Regions from separate parts of the Neogale vison genome. Here all the other regions are linked to region 4. The links are chromatin contacts, called in public Hi-C maps. All regions are on one chromosome and are shown on one strand. The core of a region is the stretch at or near the end of the contact, and the rest is flanking DNA. Distances in the headings are between cores, read along the strand shown. Region 1 has its middle 270 kb from the start of BCL6. Region 2 holds the start of LOC122908796 (lipoma-preferred partner). Region 3 overlaps LOC122908796 (lipoma-preferred partner). Region 4 holds the start of BCL6 (B-cell lymphoma 6 protein).

Region 1 (2,733 bases), core at 163-2,662, 270 kb before region 4:
TCAGTCTGCCCTAAGTAGGCACTTAGGCAAGGGGAGAAGCTTTTGGTGGGCCAGAGTCTGGGGACCCCAGGTGTGGTCTAGATTATGTGTGTGACTCATGTGATGTCAGGAACACCACTTTTCTTTAAGGGAGCTCAGTTTCTTCAGCTGTGTTGAGATTGGATTAATCAGTATACTTCCAACTTCTAAAGTCACTGGATTTTTTTTTTTTTTTTTTTTTTTGAGAATGCTGTGGGAACCTAGCATGTATACATGGTGAAAGGGGTGGGGCCGAGGGCTCAGAGCCCCTTCGTTTAATCCATTCTTGTGGCCAGGGGACCCATGCGTGGATGCTAGTGTAGAAACCATTGGATAACTTCTAAAGGCCCTTCCAGCTCCGACACTGACCTTGAGAGACCAGTAATGTCTTCAAGAGGGATTTTAAGCCCCTGAGGAGTTGCAGTGAGCACAGAACTCAGGATGTGGAACTGGGTGGACAGGAAGAGGGGTTGTGACGGGGTAATAAAGAGGAAAATGTGGGGTGGAGGGTAGTATGGGATGGGGCACCGCACTTTACAGTTTATGAAGTATTTGCACATCCATCGTTTGTCTCTTCTGAGTTTGCCCAACCCTGTATATTCAGGCGATTACACAAGACCTCAAAGGCAGCCCCGTTCCTGGCCGTAGAGTTCAGGAACTTAAAGAGGAAGAAGAGACCATTTGAGCCTCAAGGAGCTTACCATCCACTAAAGGAAAAGGCACGTAAACAAATCACTGTCACGGGCAAACAGCAAGCCTCTAAGAGAGGTGCTTGCAAACGCTGAGGAGAGCAAGAAAGGCCACATTTCTCCAGGGAAGGGAGGAAGGGGGTCGTTCCCTGGGCCCTGAGCTCTGGCAGCTTGAGGAGACATGGCTCCTGGGGGCGAGGGGAGGAGTCCCAGAAAGCTGGTCCTGGGGTAGGGGAGCAGAGGTGAAGCCTTAAAGGTAACCTGACTGGGAAGGGCTTTGAAGGCGATGCAAAGAATCTAGAACCTGTGGCACTTGGAATCTGTTCCCTAGATGAGGAAGCAGCCTCCGAGTCAGGACCTTGGCCTGAGCCACCCCCCTGTCCGGAAGGGAGCTGCGGGGCTCCCCCTACCACCCCAGCCCTGTGTCTTGGTGCTCCTTCTGCTACCCTGTGCTGCCTCCAGCAGGCCTGAGCTGAGGCAGGCCGCGCGTGGGAGAGGCCTCCGGGCTGTTTATCCTGTTCGCTGGGGCTGGCCCTGGCCCCGAATGGAAGTGGGTGGGGTGGGGGCCCTGGGGGGGGGAGGGGCCTGCCAACAAGGGCTACATTCAAGGCCTGCACTGGAGCCGGGGCGAGGAGAATGGAAAGCTACAGTCTGTCGGAGCGGCCAGCCTTGGCAAGGCGGCCGGGGCCTTATAAGGAAATGTTGTTCTCTCTGAGCCAGTGGGGCTGGGACGGAGCCCTGGGCCCACAGGACAGAGCTGCCCTTGTGGTGGTAGGCCGGGGGTGCCAGCCGCCCCTGCGCTGGGAGCCTGGGCTCTCAATGGGCCACTTCTGCGGGCTCAGCATTCCCTCACAGCCCCCGCGAGTGAGGGGGCCCCCACCCCCTCCACGCCTTCACTCCCCAGCGCCCTGGGCTGATTGGAGGAAAGGAAAAAAACAAAACAAAACAAAGACTTGGCCAGATCCCAGGCCTCATTGCTGTTTGATGCTGAATTACCCAGAACGCAGGCTCAAGTCAAATTCTCTTTTCCCTGAAGGAATCTTGAGTAAAGGGATCACTCTTTGCCCTCTTTCCCTTCCCTGCACCCTTGTCTGTCTCCTCCTCCTTGTGATCACAGAACGGGCAGGGCTGGGCCCTGTTCTGTGCAGAAAGGCAGGATCTGAGACCCCGCAAAGGAAGACACCCGCAGGAAGGCAAGGGCTGCTGGGGCAGCTCTCGGAGGAGAAGGGCGACTCTCTTCACCCTTGTTACCTGGGTCTGGGGGGACAGAGGGCCTGAGAGACACAGCAGAGCCAGAGGAAAAACCGAGCCAGCCCAGGAAGCAACAACAGAAGAGAGTGTCAGCATTAGTCAGCTCCTGGAAGGAGCGCCTTTCCACAGCATGCCATGAGGGCTGATTTAAAGTATTGATCCCTCAGGGATGTCCCTGAACCCGAGATTAGGATAGGAGCAGGAAAGATGCTTAGTGTGGCCTTTTGCTTTGCCTATTCATAGACTCATAGATACACGAAACCCTGGAGTTAGGAGGGAACAGGTCAGCCAGCCCGGCTCTGCACCTGGAACAAACGTGGCGGACTTTCAACCAGCCTGTGCTCTCCCAGCGACTGTGAACTTGCTCCCTCTGGTCAGTCTCCGGTATCTACAGGTGACCCCCTGCATGTCAGCCACCCTGAGGACACAGTCTAGGGCAAAGCTCTGAGAGGCACACAATGAGCCAAATACAAGGGAGAAAGTAATACGTCCTAGCAAAAACACAAAGATGCTCTTAAGAGTTGTGATGAGGGAGAAATTCCTCGTGACTAGATGTACAGAGCGGTGGGCAAGAAAAGGTCTTGTCGGAGAGATGGCATTTGGGGTGAAGAAAAGCTGAGTTCACAGAGTGACATATGAGAGCCTGGAAAACGGGGGAGTGGCCGGCATGAACCGGCCCGGGATGGTGGCAAAGCTAGATGCTTGTTGGGCATCTGCAGGGAGACGGGCATGGCTAGGTGTGCACAGCTGGGAGACAAGGGAGCTAAGGTTGGCA
Region 2 (2,700 bases), core at 150-2,649, 360 kb before region 4:
GCTCAGGGATGACCCTACATTTTTACATTCTGGGTTGAAGGCAGGAAGGCAGTGAATTCCTGGGAGGGGGAGGGAAACCAGAGAGCCCTTTCAGTTCCCAGAGTACTCCTTAATCCCAAAGGCGTCGCTCTGTAGAGTACTCAGGCACAATTCCACTCTATCTCATCTCATGCACCCCCTCCATCCAACCCTAAGCCCCCAACAATCACATTTAGAATTTCGTCTCCACTCTCTGTATTTTATTTAGCCTTCTCTGCTCTGCATCCCCCACCCCCACCCCTGCACAAATGGCCTTCCTGTCCCTGGCTGGCTTCAGGAAACCCCCTATTCTTCAAAGCCTTGACCAAGCGCGGCCCCTCCAAATGGGAAAATCAAACTCCCTTCCTTAAGCGCCTGAACTTTACCCATGCCTACCCCCTCCCCGCCCCACCCCTCGCCGCACACCGCACTTTATCTCCGGTCAGCTTGGGTGCCACGGTTGACTGTGCGCTCCCTGAGGGAAGGGACTGGGCCCCAACACCCTCTCTGAGCTCGCACACCCAGCACAGAACGTGGCACACAATGGGTGCTGGAGAAATGCTTGGAGAAAAAGAACCAGGAGTTGGGAACCATCTATGTCAGTTTGGCTCGGCCTCCAGAGAGTGACTCCGGGGAGGCCCTCCTTCTCCCTGGGCCTCAACTGAGCCGACTGTAAAATGGGGGGACTCGAATTACTAGGTTCCTAGGCCCTTTCCGCTGTGACAACTGAGATTCCGCGAAAGCTCCAAGCTGCTGGGTGTGGCCCCGCCCCCTGGACGCCCTGAATAGCCCGGGCAGGGGGCGCTCAGGGAAGGGCGCCAACCCCGCCCAGCCCCAGGTCCGCGCTTCCCGAAAACTCGGGGTCCCCCTCCCCCATGCGTGCACCCCGTGATTGCGCCGCGGCCGGCACTTCCGCACCGCGGGCCCTGGGGCCGGGGCTGGGCGCGCGCTCCGCGCCCTGCGCCCCGCGCTCCTGCCTCCCCGGAGCGCTTGCGCCCGGGGAGGGCCGGGGGTTCCCGAGGCGCCCGCGAGCGGAGGGTGGGGGGGAAGGAAGGAGGATTTGCAACAATACCTCGGGGAGGAGGCAGCCGGGGCAGCGGCGGCGGCGGCGGCGGCGGCGGCGGCGGCTGGAGGCGGAGGCAGAGGCGAAGGAGGAGGTGCCCGGGCACTCCCCCTCCCATTGTCCCCGGCCCCGGACAGGCCCGGCCCCGCGCCCCGCACCGCGCCCCGCGCCCCGCGCCCCGGGCCGTGCAGCCAGCCCTTACCTTGCAGCGCTCGGCTCTCCCCTGCTCGCTAGCGCTACTTATCCCGGGAAAGCTCGCGCGGGTCCGGGAGCGGACCCACAGACAAAAAGTGAAACTTCGGCAGGACTGGAGCGGCTGCTGGTTGGTGCCTTTCCCCCTCCTTCCTCCCCACCGTCCCCACCCCCTCCCCTCGGGCTCCCGTGCGGTGCCCTGAGAGCTGGAGGCTGACGTCAGGGGCCTGAATTCCTGACTTTGCCTGCACGCATTTGTCCATGTAAGGTATGGGAAAGCGTGTGCCCGCGGGGCCGCCGCGCTGCGCTCGCCAGGCGGGGGAGGGGGCGCCCGCTGGGGCTGCGGCTGGGCCAGAAGGTGGGCGCGCGGAGGGCATGTTACTTCCTGGGAGGAAGAGGAGGAGACGCGGGGATGCAGGGAGCTTGCAAAGGAGGAAGGGAATGAGGGAGGTGTGGAGGCTATGCCTGCACTGGAGGAGGAGGAAGCAGACGTAGAAGGAGGAAGCGGCTGAGTGGAGGGGCTGCTGAAAAAATGAGGGGACCGTGTCTACTATGGAAGCGCCAATTCAGCAGAAGAGATCCTGCCATGGAATTCCCTTCTGAAATCTTGCTCCTGAGCCTCGCCCTGGCGTCCCAGCAACACTCAGAACCTACTGGATGGCAGAGAGGGCCAAGACCACTTCACACAGGAGAAAACTGAAGCCTGGAAAGAGAAATGACTTGCCCAGGGTCATACACAACACAGATTCAAGCGCGGGACCGGGATGCTTAGACTCCCAGCCCTGTCCCCCGCTGCCAGGCAGGGTCCTGACTCCCTTCGTCCCACTGAGCCATGAAACAGGCTATGTGTCCCTGGACAACGCGTACCACCCTGTAAGAGTTTGCCAACTTCTCCTGGTCCCTGAGTCAGTTCCTGGAAGTTTCTGATTGACAGCCCTGAGTAGCAGTGACAATCAGTTGCTTCCGGTCAGCTTCCTCTGTCCTGTACTCAGAGGAACCCCTGCAGGTTAGCATTTACTTCCCAGCCTTGTCCTGGAAGCCCAGAAAGCTTGCTGTGAGCTTATATTTTCAAAAAAAAAAAAAAAAAAAAAGTGGAGGAGGGAATCTGTGAACTGGGTGAACTGGTTTGAATAGAGGCAAGCCTGTTCTTGGAAGGTTTGAGTCGTATTTTTTTCCCTCTGACATTTGTAAATAGAAGCAACCATGAAAACCACCATTTACTTTGTTAAGAGGTTGTAATGTTCAGCAGCTAGTGCCTGGAAGGCACTCCAAGGCTGTGGACTTTGTTTCTTTGTTTCTGGCCTCCTGGTACGTAAAATAACCATCCCTCACCTCAGCATATCATGAAAGTGCTTTTTCACAGGTTTATTAGGTCTTTGTGTTGGGTGGAACAAATTGTAGTCCCTCTTTAGTAATCTGAGGATAAA
Region 3 (2,700 bases), core at 196-2,695, 460 kb before region 4:
CGTTCCTCACCAAAAGCAAATACAGGGGCGCCTGGGTGGTGCATCCAACCCTTGGTTTTCCACTCAGGTCATGATCTCAGGGCCGTGAGTTCAAGCCCTGCATTGGGCTCTGTGCTCAATATGGAGTCTGCTTAGGATTCTCTCTCTCCCTCTCCCTCTGCCACTCCTGCTAGTTCTCTCTCTCTCAAATACATAAATAAATCTTTAAAAAAAAAAAAAAAAGCCACCTGAAAAATAGCTTGACTGCCATGCTCCTCCTTCCAGCAATGTTCCTGAGACAGAGGCCATAGCCCAGAACACCCTCCCCCCACAACGTGTCAAGGATTCCTGTAAACTGCCACTCGGCATAGAACCAATGAATAATAATGAAGGGCTAGCCAGGGGTACCCTGACTCACAAGCCAGGCATGGCCCAGTGAGGAGGCCCAGGGAAGAGTCACCCAACGTGACCAAGCGAAAAGGCCTTCATCGCATAGACTTTCATAGCCAGCGTGAGGAAGCAGTAAGGGCTATGTTTCCCTCTGGGCCACATTTCTTCATCGACATAGGTCCCACTTTCTCACTGTTGAGAGACATCCGGGGGGCAGGAAGTTTAAAGAAGGCAGTACAGTGGTCCTAGGGGCTGCCAGCAGTCTTGACGTGCCTCGGGACAGTGGTTTTCAAAGTGGGTTCCCCAGAGGCACAGGGTTCCGGAAAGATAAGTGGGCCCGGTGTGGAAGCTTATTGGATCTTCCAAATGTAACCACAGCACCCCCATGAACTACCCTGTGGTTATCTCCTATCCTGGGATTTCACATCACACATCATGAGCAGCTGGAAATAGGAGTCCACAAAGGAGAAAACCCAAAGAGCCTACTGTCCAAAGTCATACAGCCAGTATATGCCTTCCTGGAGGAAGGCGTGGGAATGACAGGCTAGTGAGAAACAAGCAGGGAAAGTAGATAAGAAAACTCCAGAGAGATCAACCCAGCACCCCCAGAAGGCTGGAGCTCTCTAGAAAGATCTGAGAAGGAAGAAGCGAAGGATGATGGGAGCCAGGCAGAACAGAACATCCCAGGTCTGGAACTCCGTCCCTTCTCTCCTCTGTGCTCATGTCTGGGACTTCACTCCCAAGCGAACCACCCTGGGAGAAAGGCCTTCCTGCTTGGTGCTGGGATCTGGAAGGGGAGGGGAAAAGCTGCCCCAGAGGGCAGCACGCACTTTTATTCTTTCTCTGACGATGCGTACGGCACACTGGCCCCTCGGCAGGGGGAGAAAGACCTCTGAGACAACCACAGACTTGAGCTTTTCATTCCTCCATCTTTACACAGGCCAAATAGGGATAAGGGAGCCACATCAACCCCAGAGCTGTCTGGCAAAAGCACAGGGAGGGCCTCCAATCTGCTTAGTAACAGCAATAGAAAGTGCTAAATGAGTGAGTCAAGAAATATTTCTGGAAGAGCTATTCAACTGGAATGCTTGGAGAGCCACCCGCATTGCAATAACTCGATCTGTCCTCATCTTTTAGCACACGCACGAGCCCGGCTTGAAAAAGGGACTTCACGGCTCCAGAGGCAGCCAAATAAATAAATAAACACGCAGCAATCTCTCGGCGGCTTACTGAAGTTACCGGGAAGAAAGTTATGTCCGCAATAAGGATGTGATTTCATTCTTCTCTCCCTGTCTCCTTTCGCATCTTTTCCCCAACCACTTTTGGTAGTGAGCAGTTTGTCACGCATCCAAGGGAAGCGACACAGCCTCCTGCGTGGCCGATCCATCTAAAAAACATATCATCTGTCTGTGCGGCAGAAAGCCCAGTTGGAATAAGCAAGTTCTGTGCGTTCAACTAGAAAACACTTCTTGTTCTCGCTGTCAAAATAATTCTGTATTAAACTTCTGGGATATGTGACTAATGTGCCTGGAACCTTTTGGAGCGACTGGTTTATTTATTTTAGGGAGGGGAGCGCGGCTGCTGGCAGCGGGGGTGGTGACAGAGAAAGAGGAGGAGGAGGAAGAGAAGAGGGGAGGAATGGGAAACAGGAACAGGCAGAGAGGGGCTGCCCGGAGAGCTCGAGCAGCAGCCCCTGGAACCAGCACTGCCAAGCTGCTTCCCCCAGAAGCATCTCGAGAAGGAGCCGGGCCAGGCCAGGAGAGAGAAGAGAAGACAGATAAAGGTTGGCAGTGCACACTTCCCAGAGTCAAGGTTGCCCAACAGTTCCTCAAAAGACTCGGAAAATGAAAAAGTCAAAGCAAAACAAAACACACACACACACTTCACCAGAGTAATCCTATCACAGTTCCTTCCAAAACCCATAAAAGCTCCCTACTGCTTACAGGAAAAAGCCCCAAATACAATAGAGGCACATGTTAAACTCCAATGATGTGACGGCAATGCCTTCTCCGAGCGCACCTTCTAGACTCAGCCTGCCATCCCCAGTCCCTCTGCAGATTCGCACGCCTCTGCGGATCCCTCCCTCTCGAAGACACAGCTCTCCTCCCTTGTTGATCACAGCCTAGCAATCTTTCAAGACCTAGAACAGCAAAGCCTGCCCCACTGGCAGCCAATAGACCCCGTACTCTCTGCACGCTTGTAACTCCGGTGTTGATCGGAGCTGGCAGCCTGCCTCCAGGTACCCATGGCTTGCTGGCACACCTGTCTGCCCACTCCCTTGCCCACCCTCTCTCCCTGGAAACCAGCCTCTCCGAAGCACCCCCAGTGTGC
Region 4 (2,700 bases), core at 59-2,558:
GATCTCTTAAACACAGACAGAAGAGATTTTTTTACAACGACCTTGAAACGAGCCGGGCGTGGGGGGGAGCGCGGGGGATCGAGACCTTAAGAAAAAGCAAAACACAAACATGTATTTGGTTCACCTAATTTGGTAGAACACACGCGTACACATACCCAAACACACACACGTTTCTTTCAACAAGAAATGTCCGAACAGTCAACAATAACAGAAAGAGTAAACCCACCACTTGCTGTCCTGGAAAGAAATAAACCAAACCAAAACAAATCCTTTGAACATGTCCCTCAAGTGCAGGAGAGCCTCCTCTCAGTAAAAAAAAAGAAAAAAAAGTCCAAGGGAAAAAGAAAATTGCACCCCCCCCCAAAAAAAGTGGGGGTTGGGATTGTTACATGCGATCAAAAATTGAAGCCGCTCTCAATAGTCTCAATATTAAAATAACACATCTTCTTTAAAGCGCTTGAGCGATTAGAAAGTGGGGGTGGGAAGCACACACACACAAAACAAAATCCAACCGACGCGGGATCCTAGTATTTACGTAACACCACAAACTTGCAAAAGGCAAAAATCAGAAGAAGAAAAAAATCCGAAAATCATCAAAATACAACCACCAAAAAAAGGAAAAAAAAAATCCCAAGCCACCACATCAACAAGGAAAAAAAACAACAAAAGAAAACCGAAAGACGTCCCAAATAAAATAAAGCAAATGAACCCACCGAAAACTGCTTGGCAAATATTTTTCTCGTGGTGCCTAATATTCTAGCTGGAAAGAGCTGTGGTGTTTATTGTTTTTTTCTCTTACTCGCCTCTAAAGCTACTATATATAACAGACTTTTTCCAACGGGTCGAACCTCTCTCTCCCTTTTGTGTATTTAGCTCGAGTAGCTGAGTTTATGGGTAAGAGAGGAGGAATTAGCCCCAGACCCCGGGAAAGCAAAGCGCACTCCCCCTCTTATGTCACCGAATAGCAAATTAGTTCTCAGAATTCCAGAGGCCGAGCTTTGCTACAGCGAAGACGCCGACGTCACAGAGGGGGCGCCCACGTGACGCTGGCGGAGCAGACTGTACCATCGTGCGGGGCCCCGGGAGGGAGGGACGCCGTCTGGCCCCTCGAGCCTCGAACCGGAACCTCCGAATCCGAGACGCTCCGCAGCTGAGGACCTCGAAATCTTCTGGGAACTGGAAAAATATTGTGGCTTTGAGGGCTTTCCATGGGCTAAGAGAGGCAAAAGTCCCGGAGAGCTGACACCGAGTCCTCCCCTGCCTCGTAGCAGTGGTAAAGTCCGCAGCTCAAATTCCGAGAATTGAGCTCTGTTGATTCTTAGAACTGGGGTTCTTAGAAGTGGTGATGCAAGAAGTTTCTAGGAAAGGCCGGACACCAGGTGATTATTGCTGTTGCTGCTGCCGCTGCTGCTGCTGCCGCCGCCGCCGCTGGTGCCGCTGGTGCCGCTGCCGCCGCCGCTGCTCATGATCATTATTTTACCTTTTAATTCTTTTTTTTTCCGCTCTTGCCAAATGCTTTGGCTCCAAGTTTCCTATGTGTATCTATTGATATAAATGTATATATTTATTTATTCTAGCTGTCAGGTGTTAAAATAAATGCCGAAGATTAGTCCCACGTCTCTCCCACTCTAGGATATAGATTTTTATATATTTGTTATTTTATTCTTGTTGTCTTTGAGTGAATCGGCCGGTTTGGGGAGGCTTTTGCCACCCTCCCTTGTGTTGTTTTGGTTTTGGAAAAGGAGGTGGAGGAGAGGAAGGAGGGGAATTAGGGGGCGGCCGGAGCCGAGAGGACGAGACAGTGTTCGGGGGGTGCTCCGGGCAAGTCTGGGGGCTGTCTGGCCCCAGACGACGGAGAGGACGCGCGCTCGCGCTCTCGCTCTTTCTGCTGCTGCTTGCGTACGGCTTGTGATCTCGCTGGATTCGGGCGGCTGTGTTTTTTCCCTCTTTTCTCGCTTGCAAACTGCCTTCCTCGCTCCCTCGCTCCTGCCTCCTCTTCCCTCCCTCCCTCCTCCTTTCCCTCGCCTCTCCTTCCTTCTCCTCTCCCGTCCTTCTTGGTGACTCCGGGAGGCGAGGAGGGAGGCTGCCCGCTCGCTCGCCCCGCTGGCTCCCTTCCACCGGCCTCGCTCCTCTAGATTCCCTGCCTCCGAGCCGAGATTTGGGAGGAAAAATGCAAGCGAACTCCTCGGGTTTTGTTTTTCTCCCCCCTCCTCCCCCTTAAGCCCAGTTGAAGTATCGTTTCTACTATTTCCTTTTAGATCCGCGGTCTTCCTAACGAGATCCGAGTGTTCTGGTGTCCCCTTTGGTGGACCCCTTTGGTGTCCCCTTACCCTGTGTTTTGGGGGAGGTTTAGCTTGCCTGGGGGCGGGGATGTTGAATACTTTGAAAATTATTCTTTCTTGGTTGCAGTCAAGGGAGTCGGGAACCCCCGCGCGCTCCCTCTCCTCATCCTGAGGGGAGAGACTGGTGGCGGGACAGGGATTTGGGGGGTGGGTGGCAAAGGGGTGCGCGTTTGCACCTGCGGTGCTGTTTAGCGTGCGGGGACTCTGGGAACCTTCACAGGACGGCCCAGCCGAGCGGGAAGGTGGCGGGATTTCTGGCGGTCGCGGTGTTTGTGTTTTGGGCGCTGCGTGACTCGGTGTTAGCTCCCAATGGCTGTTCCCCCGCCTCTCCTAATTTTGTTTTATTTTTTCCCATGGT

The links. A called contact is a pair of places that touch in the nucleus more often than the background predicts.
Region 1: a Hi-C map of fibroblasts shows a contact between it and region 4, with 14 times the contacts expected there. The contact joins the enhancer-like site here to the promoter of BCL6 in region 4. A contact is called at or near these places in 2 of 3 Hi-C or Micro-C datasets (fibroblasts and muscle).
Region 2: a Hi-C map of fibroblasts shows a contact between it and region 4, with 10 times the contacts expected there. The contact joins the promoter of LOC122908796 here to the promoter of BCL6 in region 4. A contact is called at or near these places in 2 of 3 Hi-C or Micro-C datasets (fibroblasts and muscle).
Region 3: a contact with region 4 is called in a Hi-C map of fibroblasts, with 19 times the contacts expected there. The contact joins the enhancer-like site here to the promoter of BCL6 in region 4. A contact is called at or near these places in 2 of 3 Hi-C or Micro-C datasets (fibroblasts and muscle).

Annotation. Positions count from the first base shown.
Region 1 is chr6:110,431,595-110,434,327 of ASM_NN_V1, reverse strand. No RefSeq gene overlaps it. Among named protein-coding and RNA genes, the nearest start is that of BCL6, 270 kb to the right of the region's middle. Within about 2 kb of position 1,412, the one cell type or tissue checked has open chromatin away from gene starts, as enhancers often do. A contact at or near this core is called in fibroblasts, where this site is marked.
Region 2 is chr6:110,525,696-110,528,395 of ASM_NN_V1, reverse strand. LOC122908796 (lipoma-preferred partner) reads right to left here and starts at 1,399. Exons shown (of 14, transcript XM_044251981.1): 1 at 1,284-1,399.
Region 3 is chr6:110,622,341-110,625,040 of ASM_NN_V1, reverse strand. The region is part of intron 2 of LOC122908796 (lipoma-preferred partner); the gene reads right to left. Among named protein-coding and RNA genes, the nearest start is that of BCL6, 460 kb to the right of the region's middle. Within about 2 kb of position 1,445, the one cell type or tissue checked has open chromatin away from gene starts, as enhancers often do. A contact at or near this core is called in fibroblasts, where this site is marked.
Region 4 is chr6:110,162,181-110,164,880 of ASM_NN_V1, reverse strand. It overlaps BCL6 (B-cell lymphoma 6 protein), which reads left to right and starts at 1,308. Exons shown (of 9, transcript XM_044251971.1): 1 at 1,308-1,379.